3 separate regions of the Oryctolagus cuniculus genome follow, and regions 1 and 3 are each linked to region 2. A link is a contact called in public Micro-C data. All regions are on one chromosome and are shown on one strand. Each heading gives the region's core, a stretch centred on a gene start, on an enhancer-like site or on the middle of the called end of the contact. The rest is flanking DNA. Distances are from core to core; before and after follow the strand shown.

The links. Hi-C and Micro-C count contacts between places; a contact is called where the count stands out from the background.
Region 1: a contact with region 2 is called in a Micro-C map of ear pinna, with 17 times the contacts expected there. The contact joins the promoter of ZRANB3 here to the promoter of CCNT2 in region 2. A contact is called at or near these places in 2 of 6 Hi-C or Micro-C datasets (ear pinna and an unstated tissue).
Region 3: a Micro-C map of ear pinna shows a contact between it and region 2, with 8 times the contacts expected there. The contact joins the promoter of UBXN4 here to the promoter of CCNT2 in region 2. A contact is called at or near these places in 2 of 6 Hi-C or Micro-C datasets (ear pinna and psoas muscle).

Annotation. Positions count from the first base shown.
Region 1 is chr3:108,092,510-108,095,371 of mOryCun1.1, reverse strand. It overlaps ZRANB3 (zinc finger RANBP2-type containing 3), which reads right to left and starts at 1,466. Exons shown (of 21, transcript XM_070070992.1): 1 at 1,333-1,466.
Region 2 is chr3:108,678,038-108,681,322 of mOryCun1.1, reverse strand. It overlaps CCNT2 (cyclin T2), which reads left to right and starts at 1,933. Exons shown (of 10, transcript XR_007920689.2): 1 at 1,933-2,167; 2 at 2,981-3,062. It overlaps LOC127491784 (a long non-coding RNA gene), which reads right to left and starts at 1,852. Exons shown (of 4, transcript XR_011387310.1): 1 at 1,742-1,852.
Region 3 is chr3:107,845,860-107,848,966 of mOryCun1.1, reverse strand. UBXN4 (UBX domain protein 4) reads left to right here and starts at 1,276. Exons shown (of 13, transcript XM_008258522.4): 1 at 1,276-1,551. The coding sequence starts at 1,470.

The DNA.
Region 1 (2,862 bases), core at 217-2,716, 590 kb after region 2:
GGGAACCTCAAAAGCACTTCCAACAGCATACCTATACAGTCAATCTGGCAATCTGAAGGGGGGAAAAGCAGAACCTAATAGGCTATATTAGGAAGTCTTTTTAATGACACCTGTATTAATCAGTATATTATAAAGTTGGCACCCTGATGCACCTTGTTTGATGGCTACATTACTCAAAGAACGGTGAGAGAACAATTCTTAATGATCAATTCTGAGTCTGTGGCTTCCCTCCACCAAAGCCAACTTGGAAATGTTTGCAAAAGTCGGAGCAGTTCGCTCAGAACTTCTGAGTCCATTCATTTCAATCGCAAGGAGGAGAAGCAATGTTTCACTCTTAGGGGCTAAAGTTATTAAAGGCACCCTCCACAAATATACGACTACAGGAGCAATCCAGTAGTAAACAGGGCAAGAGACATTTGGGATTCCAAAACCGAAACCCAAGGGTGCAGAACGGCATTAGGGGCTTAGGAATTATCCTTTCCCATGTCACCCACTCTCTCTTAAAACTCAGTTAAATTCCGTTCACCTTTCTATCCCCACGCCAGAAACTAACCACTTGCCCGACACGCCACTCCTAGACATCCACACCTGGTGCAGTCGCCGCAAAATCTCCAACTCCCGCCACAGATTTGGGATGTGGCCGCCCTTAGCGGAAGTGACGTTCAAGGGACGACCTTAAAGTCGGAGAGTTCAAATACCTACAATCTAAGACTCCTAGGGTGTCCCGATAAAACTCTTCTAGCCACTCTTCTGTCCCTTCTCTCCTCTGTTGGGGTAGTGTAAAGGACTAACTACAATCTGGAGACAATTAGTCTCCAGCACCGACTCCAAGTCTTTCAAAACTTTGTTCCTTCTCATTGGCCAAGGGCTGCACGGGTACCTCGCAAGGAACTGCAATTCCCGTCAGGCCGCTCGGGATGTAAGTTGAGAAAAGGGTACGGGTGAAGCAAAGCATCTTGGGAACTGTAGTCTGCTTAGGGCTGAAAAGAGCAGTCACCCCGCCCTCGACCACTGAGGCTGGGGAAACCAGGTGTTCAGTTTGGAACCCGTTACAGCAAAGGGGAGGAGCCAAGACATTAGGCAGCATGCCTCACTTGTCCTCACATGGAGGATGAAATTATTCCTTTATTCTGATAAAGCACTATAAATACTACCTGACGAAATACAGGTTTTTGAAAAAAATATGTCCAGGTCAGTAAAAACTCCCGGAACTTCCCCACCTCAGACTCCAACTCGTGGGAAAAAGGTGGCTCTTTTACAAGTGGGCAAAATGGCTGTCGCCCTAGTTTTACCATTGGTTGTCTTTTGCGTCCTTCAAGGGCGGATACTTACCATGGATTGGTTGTTTTTCCCTTGAGGGTGGAGGAAGATTTGGCACGGCGCTCCCGCGGCCCGGGAGAAGATGAAGGGGTGGAGCGAGGGCATTTTTTTAAAATATGATTGGATGCTCCCCATGTCACTCCGTGTATGTACAGCCTATGATTAGTCGGTTGCCCCTCAAAGAGAACGAAGAGGCGGGGCTAGCGCGTGGTGGGAAGGGGCGGGATTCTGCCAGCCGCGGCTGCCGCTGGAGCCGGTGTCCGGGCTGGTGATGGGGTTAATTCCCTTTCGTAAGACTCTTACTTGCACCCACCCAGCCCCGCCGTCGCCCCGCCGCGCCGCGCTCCAACCGCCTCCTCCTCCTCAGTAACGCGGGTAAGAGATGCCCTCCCCTCCCCCCTCCAGCTCCCCGGGAATAACGCGCCTCGCTCCCCTCCCCCGCTCGCCAACCGGTAGCGCTAACGGAGAAGGAGGCAGACAGGGGAGAAATGTGGTGTGTGAGAAGGTGGCCTGCCCACAGAGCTATCGGCGCTCCGGCCAGGGCCCCGCCGACGTCCTGCGGTGCCAGCCCGCCGGTAGCTCGAGTTCTGAGGGAGCCGGGCTCGCCTGGCCGGCGCTGCGGCTGCAGCGGCAGCCTCTACCTTGCGCCCACCGCCCCCACCAGGGGGCCATGTGAGAAGCAAACCCCTCGAGGCCTAGAGGAGGAGACAGGGGAAAGGTTCTCGAGTCCCTGCCATGGCTGCTGCTGCTGCTCTTGAAACCCCAGGGACTGGGGAGCCTGCCATAGCAGGCCTGCCAGGAGCGGGTACAGTGTGTGGTTCTGCTCCCGGGTAGCCGGCGCGGGTGCCCGGGGCTCCCCGGCCCTCCCCAGCCGCAGCCCCGGCCTTGTACCGGGAGAATTTTTCCGAGGGGAAATCAGACACTGAGTGGCTGGTGAAATGTTGCCTGTGGTGCTCGAAAAAGCTCAATGGGAATATTTTTCAAAAAGTTGAATGACTGTCAGTCCCCGGGGATCTGCTCTACACACGTTATTATGCATCAGCCTGAGGCAGCCCCCAAAATTCCTGTATGAAGTTTTGTTTTTGTTTTCTTCCTGTGGCGATTAGGTGCAGAGGAGTGCCCCTGTTCTTTGAACTTGCTTTTATAAAGGAGCTTAAATTGTTGAGGCTGTCATCCCCCAAGTATAATTGTCCAGGGACGGCGAGTCGACTAAGTAAAAGGTGAAGAAGTGCTTTCCAAAATAAATAGCAAGTGGTTTTTCCAATAAAATTTCCTGGGGAGATAATATATATGTTGCTTTTCGCTTAAATGTCATTGATTTCAATAACTTTTGAGTAATGAAAAGTTAAAGTCTAACTGCAAGTCCACCCATTTGTGATATTTGAAACAAGAATCACAAAGTATGTAGTAAGGTACCAATTTGACTTGAGTAATTAGACACGCGTCAATTTTTCAAATTTGTCATGTTTAGGGTATCCTGTTATAATTTCTTCCCTTCCTCACTGAGTTTATTTTTTAAGAAATTACCTCCTTGGCTTTTTT
Region 2 (3,285 bases), core at 684-3,183:
GGGCCCCTCTACCCATGTGGGTAACCCAGAAGAAGCTCCAGGCTCCTGGCTCTGAATCAGCTCAGCTCTGGCTGTTGTGGCCATCTGGGGGGTGAACCAGCAAGTAGAAGACCTTTCTCTCAGCCTCTACCTCTCTGTAACTCTGTCTTTCAAATAAGTAAATAAATCTTTAAAAAAAAAAAAAAAAAAGAAAGTTTATTTTGGCTATGGGTTTTGAAGGTTCAGTCCAAGATCAGGAGGGCCTTACTGGTTCAGCCTCTGGTGATGGTGATCTTGCTGGCAGAGTCCCGGGGGGCACACAGCATCATATGGCAAGAAGGAGTGTGTCTATACCTATGTGATCTTTCATAAAGCTGAGATGTAATCGTGGGCGCTCCACCGTAAACCCAATCAATTCATCTCCTAAAGGCCACCTACAAACACCATAACTGAATTAAGCTTCCACTCTCTTAGTTCCATTAAGAGGGAGATCCGGAAGAAGCTCCTGGCTCCTGCCTTCAAACTGGTACAGCTCCAGCCATTGCAGCCATCTTGGGGAGTGAACCAGCAAATGGAAGCTCTCTCTCTCTGCCTCTGCCTGTCTGTAATTCTGCCTTTCAAATAAATAAATCTTACACATAAAAAAAATTAAAGAACCTAATTTCTCTCCATTAAGTATTATGTTAGCTGTATGGTTCATATACATGCTTTTTATTAAGTTGAAGGATTTCTCCTCTATTCCTAGATGCCAGGTTTTTAAATATCATGAATGGGTGTTGAAGATAGACTTTTAAAATGTCGCTTTAAATCAATGTACCCAGGAACGTGTAAGCAACATAAGGTATGAGGCAAAAAATGTGGGCTAAGAAATGAAGTAATTTAGGTCACCTGTTTGGAATAGCTGCTTACTGATTAATATTCTAGTGCAACTGGGGCAGACAGCACTAAGACAAAGCAGTATGCTGAGTCCAAAAGCCCCAACACCACCTGGAAGTGATGTCACTTAGCACAGGTATGTGGGTGCAGGGGTTAAGGCGCAGCTTGGGATGCTGGCATCTGGAGTGCCTGGTTAAAATCCTAGCTACCACCCCTCTGATCCAGCTGTGGCACTCTTATAGGGTCAATAAACGGGCTTACTCAACAGGTTACTGCAGCCTGTTACTCCAGCCAGCACCAAAGATAACATTTGTGCTGGGCTCCTCTTGCGCTATCTGCTTCTCCCCAGCCTCTACTCCCAGAAACCACATTCAGTTTAAAGATACAAGCTCAGTCTAAACTCAGGGCCCAGCTTATAGATTCAGCTCCTCCAGTGACTAACTGCATAGCTTTTGTTAACTAAAAACCAAACCCACAGCCCGCGTGACGTGGGAGTGACAGAAGATGTAGCGGGGGTGGGGAATTGGGGGGGGACACCTTGGCGCGGACAAACCATGAGCGTTGCTTCCTAGGCGCTAGCCCCGTCCCACAGCCGCACGTCGGCTGTGGCAGTCGAGACGGCTGTTGCACGCCGCCTACGGACCAAGGCATAAAAAGAAGATGGAGGGTGCGGCGTCACGCCGCGACAAGCAGAGGTCTCTCGTCTCAAGGCGTCGTCCGACTAGTCACCGGGACTTCAGAGTCCACGCCCAGACTGCAGGGCGCAGCCGCGCACCCGCCTCTCTGCCCACCCGGCCCCGGCCCAGCCTCTTCCCTGCTCTCCGCCCCTTCACCCCAACCCGAAACCCGGCATGCACCGCGCCGACCTTATCCTTCCGACCCCCACCTGCGGCGCCGGCCAATGACAAGCGGCGCGGAGCATTGTGGTCCCGTGCGCGACAGCAAAGTCGGCGGCCCCAAAAAGAAAGCAAAAGACTAGGGCGAGCGGGTAGGGCGGTACCCGCGCACGCGCACGGGCGGCAGCGAGGGTGGAAAAGGGGCGGCGCGCGGCCTACGGCGAGCGAAGTGGGGCGGGGTCGCCCGGCCTTGGCGGGGAGTCCGCGAGCCGGGAAGGGAGGGGGGCGGGCGAGGGAGCGGGCGGAGGAGGAAGTGTCATGGCGTCGGGCCGTGGAGCTTCTTCTCGCTGGTTCTTTACTCGGGAACAGCTGGAGAACACGCCGAGCCGCCGCTGCGGAGTGGAGGCGGATAAAGAGCTCTCGTACCGGCAGCAGGCGGCCAACCTCATCCAGGACATGGGACAGCGTCTCAATGTGTATCCTTTCCAGTTCTTGGCCCTCCGCCGCTCACGCCCTGTTTCCCTCACCCGCTTGCCGGGCCTGGTGTCCCGTGAACATGGCGCCGCGGCCTCGGCCTTCGATGGGTTTCGGTCGCGCCGTAAGGGAAGAAGGGCTTGGGCTCGGGCGGCCGCGAGGGGCCAGAAGAGGGGGAGGACGAGAGTCAAGTTCTGGGAATGCGGGCCGGGAGGCTGCGTTGTGTAATCTCTGGGGCAGCGCGTGGCGGCGGCGGCGGCGGCGGGGAATGGGAGTGCCGCCCAGGCCGGAGGGGGATTTTAAAAGATATTTGCAGAAGACGAGCGACTGCTTCGACTTCTCCCCGTCGGAGAAGGGGTTGTGAGGTCGGGAGGTTACAGTTCCTGGAAGGCTTGGGCGTTCGCTGCGTCTCCCCGCGCTGCGCGCCGGCTTCATGGCGGTCCTCGCGTACCCTGGGAGCGCACTGGAGGTCTTTATGGTCTTGGCGTGGTTTTGTATGGGTGTGTGCGCCCGCGCTTCCACTGTTTGAGTCGAATCAGTCGTAGCCATTGGTAAATACATCCAGGGCTCTGTTTCTAGCCCTCTGAGAGTGGAGTGCTCAACAGTTAGGATTGTTCCTGTTTATTTGGCGTCGAGCTTGTTCTCTCCCTTCTCCCCTCCACCCTGCAAGCATTTTTTCTAGCTTCGGGTTTGGGTTTGGTTTCGAGTAAATGGGAGGCATTGGGAAAGAACCGCAGACCGGGAATTTTCCATCACGGTTGTTTTGGAAATGAGATCTTGTGATTCTCAGATATTTCCTAAATGTTACATTCCAGCTCTCAGCTTACAATAAACACCGCGATTGTTTATATGCACAGGTTTTATATGCACCATTCCTTCACCAAGTTCAGTAGAAATGTAAGTACTGTTTTTTGGTCTGTTTGTACTACCGCTAAATTGTAAAGTAAATCGATTGCGCAGGAAAAAGTCGGTCATTGATTTTACTGTTGGATTTAATGTTCTAAGTTAACGGTAAAGGTGAATCGCGTGATAACGTTTTGCTTCACACGCACTTTTTTGTTCGTGTGTTTTTGAAGTTTATGATAAACTATAAGGGACTGTGTTAGGCTTTGCTTGGCCT
Region 3 (3,107 bases), core at 27-2,526, 830 kb after region 2:
CATGCAATTCCATTAAAGTATTAAATGTCAATCATTTTTATTTGAATGGCAACGAACCACAAGTACCTTACGTTGATTACAGGCTGATATTATCCCATAAAACGGGAAGTGAGATAATTTTCTTTTGTACTACCATGGAAAGTGGCTGGAAAATAAGTCATTATTCTCTGATTTTGTGTTTCCTTTGGTGTAGCCATAGTTAGCCTTTTTTTTTTCTTAAGATTTATTTATTTATTTGAAAATCAGAGTTACACAGAGAGAGCAGGAGAAGGAGAGAGAGAGGTTTTCCACCTGTTTGTTCACTCCCCAGATGGCCGCAATGGCCAGAGCTGTGCCGATCCAAAGCCAGGAGCCAGGAACTTCTTCCAGGTCTCCCACCCAGGTGCAGGGGCCCAAGGACTTGGGCCATCTTCTACTGCTTTCCCAGGCCACAACAGAGAGCGGGATCGGAAGTGGAGCAGCCAGGTCTCGAACCGGTTCCATATGGGATGCCGGCGCTTCAGGCCAGGGCGTTAACACACTGCGCGCCCGTCCACTCCGTCTTTGTCCGGCAGGTACCGCGCAGCGCCAGGCCGACGTCATAGGGAAGCCCAGCCGCTTCACCTTCCACTGCGTGCCCCAGGAGGACGGCAGCAACCCGGAGCGCACCGTCATGGTGGGCGACCGCCTGGATACCGACATCCTGCTGGGCGCCACAGTTTCAAGGTTTTGGAATGATCTTTACCCGATGTCTAGGAAATTCAGGGTCTTTATTGTACCAGTGTCTCCCTTCAGGCTGTATGGTATTGCAGAGAGACCGTGGTGGTTTTTATCCTGTCTTTTCTACAGGACTGGGCTCAATTCAATAAAAACCGAAGCCTGGCAATAAATTCCTACAAGGCCTATTTAATTCCATGCGCGGACACATTCCTCCACTTTCAGGGTTTCAGTGAGGATAACAGAGCGGCACTGCCTTTCCTCCCTCCGTCCTTCAACGCGTAGTGGCTCTCAGTACTGCCCCCTTCAGTCGTGTCTCAGTAGTCACATTTTTCCACAATATGGAGGCCCACAAGCCCAAGAAGACTACAATTCCCGTCATGCCTCTCGGCAGGCGCCTCCAAACAAGCCGTAGCGGTTACTCATCCTTCCTCTGCCTCCTTCCACTTCCTGGTCTGCGAGACCTGAGGTTCTAGCGGGAGCGCGCACGCACTGACTCGCCCACGAAACAAGGTATTGGGGCCCTGAGCCGGCGGCGACGTGTGGCGTCACGTGGTACGGGGCGGTCCCCACGCGCGCGCTTGCGCACGTCGCAGTGGGCGGCTGACGGGCGTGCGCGCTAGTGCGGAGCCCGAGCCGGAGGCGGGGGCCGGACCAGCCGGGGCTGCGGGGGCTGCGGGGCCGCAGGGCCCGACGAAGCGGTTGGGCGGGGCCAGCTCCTCCGGGACCGCGGCGACTACACCCCGACCGAGCGCCAGGGCCCGACAGGAGCGATGTTGTGGTTCCAGGGCGCCATTCCGGCCGCCATCGCGTCGGCTAAGAGGAGCGGCGCGGTCTTCGTGGTGTTCGTGGCAGGTGAAGGGGGCGGGGGCCCGAGGTGCGGCCGGGACAGGCTCTCCGGCCTGCCTTCACCCACTCGTTAGTTCAGCCGCCGGTCTTCCGTCCTCGAGACGCGGGCACTTCTCGGCTCCGCGCCCCAGGGTCGGCTGCAACTTCTCCCCGCTGGGTGCCCCGCAGCGGGCGTGCAGACGCCCAAGGCCAGGCTCCTGCAGGCCGCAGGCGCCCGCAGCCTTGCCTTCTTGTCCGGAAGGGCACGGGCGGCCCTGTCTGGGAGGCGGCAGGCCTGGCAGCCAGGCCAGAGGCCCCGGCCGGGCTCGGGCGCCCTCCTGCGTGCGGCGGGCGGACCCTGGCGCCCCTCCCCGGGCCCGAGCACCTTCCTCGGATGCCTGAACGCCCGTTGATTCCTCCTCCGTGGGTGGGGGAGGGACGGGCCATTAGGCGAGCAGTTGGACTGCTAATTGGCTGTGGGCTGTCAGGGAGAAAGCTGTGTCATCGGTTGAGCAACAAAGAGAAACCACCTGATGGTCACGGTTGCGGGCGTTGGTGTGCTTCTGACATGTAAACTTTACAGGGGCTTTTTTTTTTTTTTTTTTTTTTTTTAACGGCAGTATTGAGAGAGGCTGCCTAATGTGGATACTCTGCTCCAAGTGGAATTTTTTTCGTCCCCCTGTCGGTCTAAAAGTAGTAGACATAAAGTCTTTGGTTCTTCTTTCGGTTTTCCTAGCCAGAGTCCACATAGTTTTGAGAACATTTACGAACTCATTTACCCTAAGCTGCTCTCGATTATTTTGCCCCACGTTTTGCTGTTTTATTTTTGAAATTTATACAGATCTAAGAAAGCTTCCTCTATGGCTTTCCTTGACGGCTGTTAATGTAAAATGTATTTCTTCAATTATTTGTGTTTGATAGTGGCTTAGAATTCATTTCACGACTTTGAATAGTTCTATAACTTGATACACTGCAATGAAAACCAAGTTGCTGAAATATTTTACATTAATATTTTATTAAATTTTTGGCTGCATGTTGTTTCTTAGAAAAGCTTGAGTAGTTTGTCCTCTGAGGGGAAAAGAAGTGGATTAAAAATGAAGTTAAATGACATGATTTTTAAAAATGTAGTAATGAGTTGCTGATCCTTTAAATTGTATTGTTCATGTAAAATCCCAATTGATCTTCGTGATAGGTAGAGCAGATTTTATTATTCCCAATTTACAGATGAGGAACTTAGGACCACAGTCATAAAATGATTTGCACCGAAAAGAATTTACATCTTAAATTTTATTTACATTACATTTTTTAACAGCTTCAGAAAAAGTGTCTTTCTGTTTTTCAGGAAAAAAACTAAACACTTAAATAGTCTGTTTATGTATTAATTAAGTTGATCAGGAAATCTAGGATTTTGGTAATTTTTTTTAAAGATTTTATTTATTTACTTGAAAGGCAGAGTTAGAGATCTGCTATCTCCTGGTTCACTCCCCAAATGGCCACAACTGCCTGGGCTGGGCCAGGCTGAAGCCAGGAGCCAGGAGCTTCTTTCTGGCCTCCCGTGAGGGGGCAGGGGCCCAAGCACTTGG